Regions from separate parts of the Sus scrofa genome. Here regions 2, 3 and 4 are each linked to region 1. The links are chromatin contacts, called in public Hi-C maps. All regions are on one chromosome and are shown on one strand. The core of a region is the stretch at or near the end of the contact, and the rest is flanking DNA. Distances in the headings are between cores, read along the strand shown.

Evidence for each region. Hi-C and Micro-C count contacts between places; a contact is called where the count stands out from the background.
Region 2: a Hi-C map of embryonic fibroblasts shows a contact between it and region 1, with 1.8 times the contacts expected there. A contact is called at or near these places in 2 of 47 Hi-C or Micro-C datasets (embryonic fibroblasts and mesenchymal stem cells).
Region 3: a Hi-C map of embryonic fibroblasts shows a contact between it and region 1, with 1.8 times the contacts expected there. A contact is called at or near these places in 2 of 47 Hi-C or Micro-C datasets (embryonic fibroblasts and fibroblasts).
Region 4: a contact with region 1 is called in a Hi-C map of embryonic fibroblasts, with 2.2 times the contacts expected there. A contact is called at or near these places in 2 of 47 Hi-C or Micro-C datasets (embryonic fibroblasts and fibroblasts).

Annotation. Positions count from the first base shown.
Region 1 is chr4:12,565,021-12,567,793 of Sscrofa11.1, reverse strand. No RefSeq gene overlaps it. Among named protein-coding and RNA genes, the nearest start is that of MYC, 110 kb to the right of the region's middle.
Region 2 is chr4:13,053,185-13,055,957 of Sscrofa11.1, reverse strand. No RefSeq gene overlaps it. Among named protein-coding and RNA genes, the nearest start is that of FAM84B, 390 kb to the left of the region's middle.
Region 3 is chr4:12,886,459-12,889,231 of Sscrofa11.1, reverse strand. No RefSeq gene overlaps it. Among named protein-coding and RNA genes, the nearest start is that of MYC, 430 kb to the right of the region's middle.
Region 4 is chr4:12,825,073-12,827,845 of Sscrofa11.1, reverse strand. It overlaps LOC106509954 (a long non-coding RNA gene), which reads right to left. Exons shown (of 5, transcript XR_001308004.2): 5 at 1-2,473. Among named protein-coding and RNA genes, the nearest start is that of MYC, 370 kb to the right of the region's middle.

The DNA of each region.
Region 1 (2,773 bases), core at 99-2,598:
GGTTTAAAGGAAGTAAATATTCTTTGAGCACCTGCTGTGTGCCAGGCACAAATGTACTCTCATCTTTTATCTTCCACCCCAGGTACAGTGCCTAGGAAGCTTTCAATAAGTGTGTTATTTATTGTATACATTGAATGCACAAATTGAATGAATCATTGATTCATTCCTATAATCTTCACAGATTTGCCAAATAAATATTATTATTATCACCTTATAAATGAAAAAGGAGATAAGTCTGGTGTGGGGAAACCACTTCTCCAAAGTCACATAGTTAGTGAGTAGAAGAATCAGACAACCAGATAAGGCCTCTTCTGAAAGCATTTTCAGCTAAAACCCAAAAGATGAGAAGGAGGTTGCTCAGGGAAGAGAATTCTCATTCTCGGGAGAGGGAACAGCCCCGGTGAAGGCTGTGAGGTGGGATAGAGACCAGCGTGTTGGAGGAGCAAAGAGAAGGCCAATGTGGCCTGAGCACATAGACCATGGCCCAAGATGGCCTTGCGGGGTGGGGGAGGGGTTGAGCAAGTGGGAGAGTATGAGCTTCAGTCCAGATCTGGGATTTTATTCTAGGCACAAGGGGAAGACTTGGAAGCATTTTAAGCAGAGAAGAGACACAATTCAAATTTCATCTTGCTGCTGTTTAGGGAATGGCCAGGGAGAGAGAGATAGGAGTAACCTCTAAAAGGTTGTCATAGGAAGAAGCCCAGGCAGGAGTTCCCGTCGTGGTGCAGCAGAAACAAATCTGACTAGTGTCCATGAGGATGTGGGTTTGATCCCTGGCCTTGCTCAGTGGGTCAGCAATCCAGCATTGCCGTGAGCTGCGGTGTAGTTCGCAGACGCAGCTCGGACCCTTCATTGCTGTGGCTGTGGTGTAGGCCGGCAGTTGTAGCTCCGATTCAACCCCTAGCCTGGGAACTTCCATATTCCACTAGTGTGGCCCTAAAAAGCAACAACAAGAACAACAAAAAGTCCAGGCAAGCACTGATGTGGTTGGTCCCAGGTTGAGGGTAGTAGAGATGGAATCAAGTGAGCGAGTGGGAAAAGTTTAATTAGTGGACCCAGTAGACCGTGCTGATGGTTGGTGGGGAAAGTTATAGAAAGGGGAAAAATGAAACTGTCTTCTAGCCTAAGCTATTCCTGAGACTTTAAAGTCTAGATAAATGCAGGTAGAGAGAAGATTAAAAGACTAGTTTGGGGCATGTTAAGGTTGAAAGCCTTGTGAGACATCCAAGTGGAGGTGTCAGGATGAGACCTAGGGGCTGGCTGGAGACCTGCCTTAGAAAGTCCTTCCCGTAGGGGTGGTTCTGACAGCTTGGCAGAGTATGACATCACTAAGGTCTGGGCTAGAGTCTGGGTGAGTTCAACAGTGTAAGAAGTGGCCAAACCCTGGGGAACACTAAGATTGAGAGGCTGGGAGGAAGAAGAGAAGAAGGAGGAGAAAGAGAAGAAGCAATTAATCACCAAGGAGGAAAACCAGGATGGGTTTGGGATGTTCCAAAAATCAGTCAGAATGACCATCATTGAAAAGTCTATAAATAATACATGCAGGAGAAGATGTGGAGCAAAGGGAACTCGCCTACACTGTTGGTGGGAATGTAAATTGGTTTAACTACTGTGGAAACCAGTCTGGAGTTTCTTTTTAAAAACTAAAAGTAGGGAGTTCCTGTTTTGTCTCAACAGTAGCAAACCTGACTAGTATCCATGAGGAAATAAGTTTGATCTCTGGCCTCACCCAGTGGGTTAAGGATCCAGCATTGCCGTAAGCTGCAGTGGGGGTGGCAGACATGGCTCAGATCCTGCATTGCTGTGGCTGTGGTGTAGGCCAGCGACTGCAGCTCCGATTTGACCCCTAGCCTGGGAATTTCCATGTGCCACAGGTATGGCCCTAAAAAGACAAAAAAAAAAAAAAAAAAAAAAACACCAAAAAATAGTTACCATATGATTCAACAATCCCATGCCTGGGCATATATCCAGAAAAGATGGAAACTCTGACTAGAAATGATACATGCACCCCAGTGTTCATTGTAGCACTATTTATAGCAGTCAAGATATAGAAGCAACCTAAATGTGTACACACACACACACACACACACACACACACACACACACCAGGGAAATAGATATTTCCAGGTAATATAATGAAATATTATATTCCAGGTAATACAACGGAATATTTCCCAGTCATAAAAAAGAATGAAATATTGCCATTTACAGCAACATGGATGGACCTAGAGATTGTCCTGCTAAGTGAAGTAAGTCACACAAAGAAAGACAAATATCATGTGATCTCATTTACGTGTGCAATCTAAAATAATAATACATGAGTTCCCATTGTGGCTCAGCAGAAACATACCTGACTAATATCCATGAGGACCCAAGTTCGATTTGTGACGGGTTAAGTATCCCATGTTTCTGTGAGCTGTGGTATAGGTCATAGATTTGGCTCAGATCTGACATTGCTGTGGCTGTGGCGTATTAGGCTGGCAGCTGCAGCTCCAATTCGACCCCTAGCCTGGGAACCTCCATATGCTGTGGGTGCGGCCCTAAAAAGAAAAAAAAAGTTAAAAAAATAATACAAATGAACTTATTTACAAAACAGAAACAGGACTCACAGATATAGAAAACAAACTTATGGTTACCAAAGGGGAAAGCATGGAGGAATAAATGAGGAGTATGAGATTAACAAGAGAAAAAGAAGGAATGGAATGAGGAGAAGAAACTGGCATTGACCCAAAGGACACAGATGTCTAGAATTGGAAGGTCAAGTCAACTCGTT
Region 2 (2,773 bases), core at 183-2,682, 490 kb before region 1:
CCAGCAGCTGTAGGCCCAAATAGACCCCTAGCCTGAGAACCTGCACATGCCACAAGTGTGGCCCTAAAAAGAGAAAAGACAAAAAAAAAAGAAGAAAGAAAGAAAGAAAGAATCAAGTCTGAAGTAAACCTCTGGGTCTATATCAAAAGATCTAACATATATTGAATTGGAGTCAGACCAAAGGGTATAATCAAGAATAGCATAGAAATTTTATTTTTAAAAAACTGCTAAAAATTCCTCAATTTCATAAAACACTTAAATTTATTGATTTATGAAGCACAGTAAATCTCAAAACAGGACAAATACAAAGAAAACACATAGGCACATTATAAATAAACAACTGAAAACCAAAGATAAAGATAAATCTATAGATCAGCCAGAGAAAAAGAATGCATTGCTTTTAAGACAGCATTTAAGTGACAGCTGACTTCTCATCAGACACTATGGAGGTCAAAAGACAAAAACATGATCTTTAAAATGCTGATAAAAAAGAAAAAAACCTGTCAACACAAAAATCTGTATCTAGTGAATCAAATAAATATGAAAGTAAAATATTCTACTGGAATTTCATCTATGGGTAGTCTCCAGAATCAACAAAAGGGAGAAACAGCCAAACCTCAGGAATAGTAACCAAGGAAATAGAATCTCACCAAGGAATGTTTTAAAGTTGATATTCTTTCGGCTGCCTTTTGTACAAATGTGACTTCACTAAACACCAGAATATTAGGGTGACAGAGAGAGGAGGGGTATGTTTTTATCTAGTGGCAGCTCTAGAAACTTGGGTGGTAAAGAAGTAAAGCCTCCAATTTCAACTTCAGGGAGGTGCTGTGACACAATGTAAGGTGCATGGGCTTTGACAGTGGACATGTCCGGATCTGAGTCCCAGCTCTGCTGCTTATTAACACTGGTACTTTGGAGAAGTTACTGAACATGCCTCAGCATCAGTTACAAGATGAGCTCGGTTGACACGAGGATTAGAGAAAATGTAGACAAAGCACCTGGTACATGGTAGGTAGTAACTTCCATGGGTTACACCAATCTTTGAGTCATCAACTATTGTTTATTTCACTTCCCACACTTTTGGGGAGGGTTCCTTGGATACCACCTGTGTACTCCCTAAGTGTTACCCAATGGTACCCTAGGGGTCAAAACAGGTTAATACTCTTCCTAACATGTCCTGTCCTTCCAGAGATTAAATAGAGGATTTATCAGAAGGCAAGGGAAAGTAGCCTTTAAAAGAAAAGTCATTAGGAGCTGGCCTACTGGTTGTATTCCAGCAAGAAGGATGAGTCACCTCTTCCCTGCAAACATGTATGTGTAAATACAGGGAAAAGTTAAGCAACTCTCTACTCTTGCCTTATTCTGCTGTGGCCCTAACCTGCTGCCATAGTAGCAGCTTGTGAAATGGTGAAAAATGCAATGATCGCATGACCTAATTCAGGCGTAATGCCTCAAGTGGGAAACATGTGTGGGCCTCTCTCTTTCCCACGCAGAGCCTAGAACAATCAGCAGGGATTTTGAAACAGGTCCCTGTGGAAATGAATCCAGGGCTGTACACCTACTCATTACATAACTTGAGGTTAAGGAAGCAAAGCCCCGTGGAGGGTGTGCCTGGGTATGCAAGCCAGAGAGATACGCACAAGATACCAGAGCCCTACCCTAGCCTGACTAAGCAGAAAAAGAAAGCTAGAAATGGCTTCTTTATCGCAACTGGCCAGAATGTTCTCTTCTGAGGAGGGCCCAGTGAGAGAAGGGAAGAGGTTGACATCTGGGAGCATCGACTATATGTTAGAAAACAGGCTTGATGATTTTGCTAGTGTACCTCAGGTTTCACAACAGTTCCTGTTTTTTAAGCTGAGCATTATGAGGTCACAATCCTCAGGTCATGGTGAGAAACTGAAGCTCAGAAAAGTGAAATCAAATTCCTGGTGAATGGCGGGGATGAGCTCACAAGTGATCTCTATGTGAACATAGATCCACGATTTAGCTGTCCTCTTGCTGGAGTGGGAAAGGAACACGGCCAGGCTCTAGTTCTGTTTGGCTCTGTCCCAGCAAGGGACAGTGAGATGAGAAATTGCCATTGACCTTCGCGTTATGGGCATCCACAGCCCACCAGGAATGGATTTGCTTTCAGCTGTATATTTTTTTGGAGGAAAAAAAAAAAAAAAAGTGTGTACCACCCCTAGTGTCCAAAAAGGAGAAGGGGCTTATGCATTTGTTACAAAGAGTAAACATTGGAGGTTCCTAAGCTTACCTTCATCTTTGCACAGAATTCTCAATGAGAAAGAAGACAGTAGACTCAAAAGCTTAAGGTCTTTGCAGTATTATCCAGGTACAATAAGTTCTTTTCTTAATATTTATTTTTCAATCTTGACAATGTGATGATCATGAAAGGATAATTTAGCCATTGTGTACTGTCCAATCAAACCAAAGAATGGGTGGTCCACATTTTAAGATATTTTTTCCTGCCTGTATGCATTTATTTGCTTATTCAAACACAATAAATATTTCCTGATTGTTATATGTCAGCCCTTATGGTCTTGTCGGAAATGGCAGAGATCACTAAGGCATAAACGTGTCCTTAAGAGATTTTTAGTCTAGTAGTGAAAACAACTTGACTTGGACATGATACAGATACATGCAGGACATTGGGAGAAGCCAGAGGGCAGGCTCCTCCAGGGGTGGAATCTGACAGTTCTTCTAAGAAGTGATAACAGTTCTAGAGCTGCAAGACAGGGGACTGCACCTGCTGGACCCAAGGAGAGATAGGGAA
Region 3 (2,773 bases), core at 197-2,696, 320 kb before region 1:
GGATTAAATTTATTTTAATATTAAATGATGTGAATATTAAATAAGAAAAATAAATCTGGTTATTTCTGTTTCAAATCCATATAATGGTCAAATTTAAGAAAAATATGTTGACAAAGAAAGAAAAATGGCCTCAAAGAGAAACATTCATTGAATTTTCTTTCCTCTCTCCCTCTCATTTAAATTAAACTCAGTAAATACTGAGTAACTCCTATATGTCAATCTGGGAATAATACAGCTTTTAAAAATGTTGCTAAGGGAGTTCCCTTGTGGTACAGTAGGTTAAGGATCTGGTATTGTCACTACAGTGGCTCAGGTCACTGCTGCGATGTGGGTTTGATCCCTGGCCTAGGAACTTCCACATGCTGTGGGAGTGGCCAAGAAGAAAAAAAATATTGCTAAGATTATGGGTGAAAAAAAGATTGTAGGTGAAAAAAAAATAATTTAGTTTATCTTGTTTTGTTTATAGATTTATAAGCTACTTTAAAATTTTTTCTGAAATAAGGTTAGAAGAATAAAAACTAAATAACACAGGTGTAAAAATAAAGTATTAAAATAGCAACCCTCTATAAAATTAGAAAACATTCATAAGATAACTTTTTTAACCTACCATTGTCACCTAATACAGGTAGAAATCAAATTTCCCTTTATTTAGAGAAGATTCTGCTATAAATATTAACAAAACAATATGTGTGCATTTTCTACTTTTATTTTGGTTAATAGTAATAGCCACGACATTGAATGATTACTGTGTACCCGACACTAAAATAAATATTTTTCATATGTTGTTATTTCATCCTTAGAAACTCCTGAGAAGTAGACCTAAGTGGTCCCATTTTAGAGATGAGAACACTGAGCTCAGAGGGGATAATCCTATAACTAGAAAGAGGTCGAGCTGGGATTTGAACCCACCTGACAAAAGACTGTGCTTTAAATTATTGCATTTTCCTGATTTCCAAGGATGATTAAATCCTTCCCCAGAACGCAAGTGCTCTGTGACTTCTAACCAGCATCTCCGCTGGGTACCAGGTTTGTTCTAAAATGAGAAAGGGCCCTCAGCATCACACATGGAAATCCACATTCCTTACATGGATTCATTCAAAAGCACCCAGATTTCACAAGAGGAAGTGATGAGGCATTTTTCTGAGGTGTTGAAATCCTTCCCTCTATGAGTCACCAATAGAAAGAAAAAAAACAAAGCTCTGAAAATTCCTCAAAGGTAAAGGTAGCCTTTCTTCTCCCAAAGTTCTAATATGGTCCCAAGAGGAAATAAAAGCTTGCATAATTTAGGCCCCAGTGATTCTTCTTTCATTCTTATTAACTGCAAATCTTTGCCACATTTTTCTTTACTAATTGGTTAAATGCTTAAGCTCCTGAGTCACTGGGCCGTCTACTGGTTAGAGCTTGTTCTTGCTCTTCCACCCTGAAATGGAACTTAGAAGGAATTAGGCACCAAGATCCCACAGTCACATTGTGAAAGCAAGCCAGCGATGAAATCAACCCCCGCCGAGAGGGATGGACAGGCGTGAGCATTGAAACCAATGAATGCTGAGTCAAGGCTTTCAGATATGTTGCCAGTGGGAAGAAGATAGAAAAATTCTGTTTCTTCAGTTATGCATATATGCACTCTTCCCTCCAGAGCTCTGGGTTTCATACCGGCCCTCGTGTCCTTGTTACATTCAGGAGCGCAGCTCTGTGGAACCTGTTAGTGGAAAATAGATTTGAACTTCTCTCCAGTGGTGGTGGAGCCAGACACAAGATCAGCTTTCCTGCTCTGAGTGGCTTAAGGAGGCTCTGAGAAGCCAGAAGATTGTCAAGGCCACAGACGCTGAGAAAACCAACTGCACACTCCTTGAGGCACGAAAGGACTTTAGCCATAAGCGTGTACAAGAGGTGGGAAAGTGGCCTCTTCTAGAAAAGTCTCAGCTTCAGCTACTTCATTTCACACTACGCAGTGCCAGGCAAAGCTCCGTGTAGGTTCTCCATTAATCACTGTCATGTAAATCACAGGAAAAAAGCTATGAGGAGCATCCACTAGCTGTATCTATTGATACAAACTCCTTATACAGCCTTCCACTGATCAGTCCCGGCATACTTTTCCAAAGCTTGTCTCCCCTTTACTCATCAGCAGTGTAGCTGCCAGAATGTTCACAGTTCCCCAGAAGCTGTATTCCGTCATGCTTCTCTCATTTACATTCTCCATCCTTCCCTAGACACCACTGTCTTCCTAAATATCACACCTGACTATGTCGCATGCATGCACACACCCCACATTAATCGGAATCTCCACCTGTGGGTGTAGAATGGAATCCAAGCCCATTAACCTGGCATAAAAGACCCTTCTCAATCCAGTTTCAACCTGCTCCCCCAGAATCATCTCCACTCTCCTCTTCATCTTCTCCCTTCCCTGATGTCACCACAAAATCATCTTATATTTGTCACCATTCCCAGGGGATACCAAACTGAACGCTGTACCTTTGTGAACTAAGGCTTCTCCACCTGATGTTGTCATCTCCTCTGTCTCTGCCGAGAAGATTCCTTCCCACCTTCCATCAGGTAGTCCTCATAGCTCTTCTGAGAAGCCCTTTCCAACGCCCCAAGATGGAGTCTTCCAAGAAAAAGCAGCTTTCTTAATTCACACATCTCACTACTACACTGAAATAGCTTAACTGCCCATCTCCTTATGAATCTGTGTATTTCTAGAAGACAGGGATCATTTTCTATTTCTGATTCTCCAGCACCTAACCCAATGCATCTCATATTGAGTTGCTTAGTA
Region 4 (2,773 bases), core at 171-2,670, 260 kb before region 1:
GAGCCACTGAGCCAGCATTAGACATCTTGCCACGTGCAATAATTATGTCTTCATTATTCTAGCTTGACTCTTAACGTTACTTGGAGCTGAAACCATCCCCAGCTTCCAGCTTACCAGAAAATGTGACATTTAAGCTGATCCTCCTGAATTACTAAACTTTTGAACTAAACCCAGCATCTTATTTATATCTCTCCTACAGCATATATTTCCTTGTAGTTTGCATAACTGCCATTCGTACAATTCTCTAAGTTCCGCTAACAGACCGTTGTCCTCCAGGGCAGGAATCATGGCATATTATTTTTAATATCTCTGGGGCCTACTAGAGTGTCAGGCTACCATCAGTGTATAACTGCTCAGTAAATAACTACTGAATTAAATGAAGGTAGTGGTGATGGCACCATTATTCGTGGTCATGGTGAATGTGGCACTGGTGCAGCTAGAATGGTAGTTTTTGGTGGTTGAGTTCTGGAGGGTGATGGTCCTGATGGTGTGGATAGTTGTGGTGATGCCAGGGGTAGTGCCAGTGATGGTGGAGGTGGGAGGGTTCCGTAATGGTGGTTGTAGCAGCACAGCAATCATGATAATCCAGGTGACTGTTGAGCCTGGTTCAGCGGGAGGGATGCTAAAGTATCTAAGAGTGATATAATTTTGATAACAAGGGAAAACTTGATGACAACCCTGATTTTCAGTCTGTGCCACAATTGTCGGGAGGAAACAGTAGATGTTCCCTGACACACTTGGGGATCTATGGATAGAGAAGCAGAGGCTATTGGGAGAGATTTTGTCAAGGAACAGAAAGGATGGCCTCTGGGATGTCCTTCTAGCTGATTCCCCAAATGCGTCTTTGCCCGAGGACCGATGTTTTTGAAGGTATTGAGCAATGAATAGGAAAGAAGAGAGATAAACAGTCACACCCAAAGTGACTTCCCACTCCTCATTGTCTCCTGCAAAGAAAAGGAATTCAAGGAAGAGGGTTCCTTCCAAAGAAAACATTCTGTGCACCCAGGCAGCCTGCTTTGGCTCCCCCAGTAGCCAGCAAGCTGACTCACGGACATTCAGGCAGCTCCCTGGAGCCAGCGAATTATAAAACCAACATTCCAGGCAATCAAATGACTGGGGCTGGAGGGGGTGAGGAAGTGGAAGTGGCCCACATGGCTCACTTTCTAGAAAGCAGGTTCTGAGAATGTCTTTCTGTGTGCTAAGATTCAGATCTCACTCCTCCAACGGGATAAAGCCTGCCCATAGCATGCATAGGCTCAGGGAATTAAAATGCTTCAGGCTTAGTTGAAAGCTTATTATACTTAAGTCCACAAAAATTAGGTACTTCTCAAGCTTATTTACCATGCACCATATTTAAACCACCTCCCTCCTGCTTTTGTTCTGTAAATAACTGTTCCCAAACCAAACTGCCTATCAAACAACAAACCAATGATTCAGTTAATAATTATAAACTCAAACAGTTCGGCACACGCCCACACGCAAGGGAACTAGATATCACTTGCCTGAAATATTTGACAATGATACAAGAAAGCGAACGGGGCTACGTGAACACAACAGTCATGTTAGGAGCTGTTGGGGAAGAGGTAAGAGCAGGAGCATTGTATTCTTGAATGAAACTGTGCCTAAGCCGTTCCAGTTGCTTCTTTCCCACACAAGCTCAAGCCTACATCTCAGAGAAACATCAGATCCCTTCACTTCCTTGTGCTTTGCTCCAAGAATTAGTGAGTCATGTTTTAAGCACAAATTCTTAACATAGGTGCTACCAGGGAACAAAGGAAAACAAAACGCCTCATTCTTTTATTCATCTTTTGAAAGGAAACTCATGGTGGAAACATTTGTATAACATTCCATTTATATAACAGGAGAAAGATCAGCTGGAGGAAAGACCAGCGCAGCTGAGGAAGGGGAGCAAGTGTGTTTTCTTTTCACAGGGCTTCACCCCTCTTAAGCTAACAGCTCATAACACCCTATCGCAGCTTCTGGGCCAGCCGGGAAATGTGAACGTCCATCGCGAGACAGTGAGGTGGGGGAAGACAGCAGGAGAGCTGAAATCATTCAGCAGGGATTACGAATGTTTGCAAGCATGGGCTCCGGAGTCAGGCAGCCTGGGGTCAGATCCTGCTCCTTCCTGGCTGTGTGGCCTTGGGCGGGTTGCTGAACCTCTCTGTGCCCTAGTGTTATCATTGGCAAAATGAGGCTCATAAAATCTACCTCCTAAATAGCCTCTGTAAAAGCGTGTCCGATACCTCAATCCAGTTCAGTCAGGCCCCAGAAGTCCAGTTCTGGGTTGTCCTCTTGGACTGGTCATTGTATTCCTCTTAGTGTCAGGGCCTCACCTTTCCTTGGATGTCATATATTCACCACTGACGGAAACATTACAGAAGTGTTCTGAAAATGGGAGAAGTCATTGGACACCAGCCATAGGTCACACGCGAATCCTCAGTGTTAATCAAGCATGGCTTTCTCTGTGACCCTGCGAGGGAAAAGAAGAAGGATGTAGGTCATCTGAACTTCTTATAGCCCGTGTACCTTGGAAATGTTGAACAACCTTGATCACCATCTTCAAGTCAGTTTATTAACATCCTACTTGTCTTGATCCTTTTCATTGTGAATATTGTATTTAGACAGGGCTCTGGATGCAAACAGGCAAGACTTTAATTATAGATTTTCCACTCTGTGCCCCAGAGCAAATGAAGTGAACCCTTTTTTTCCCCTTCATCAAGTTCACCATGATTAATTTCCTGCCTTGGTCTTTTCCTAGAACCAGGATCTG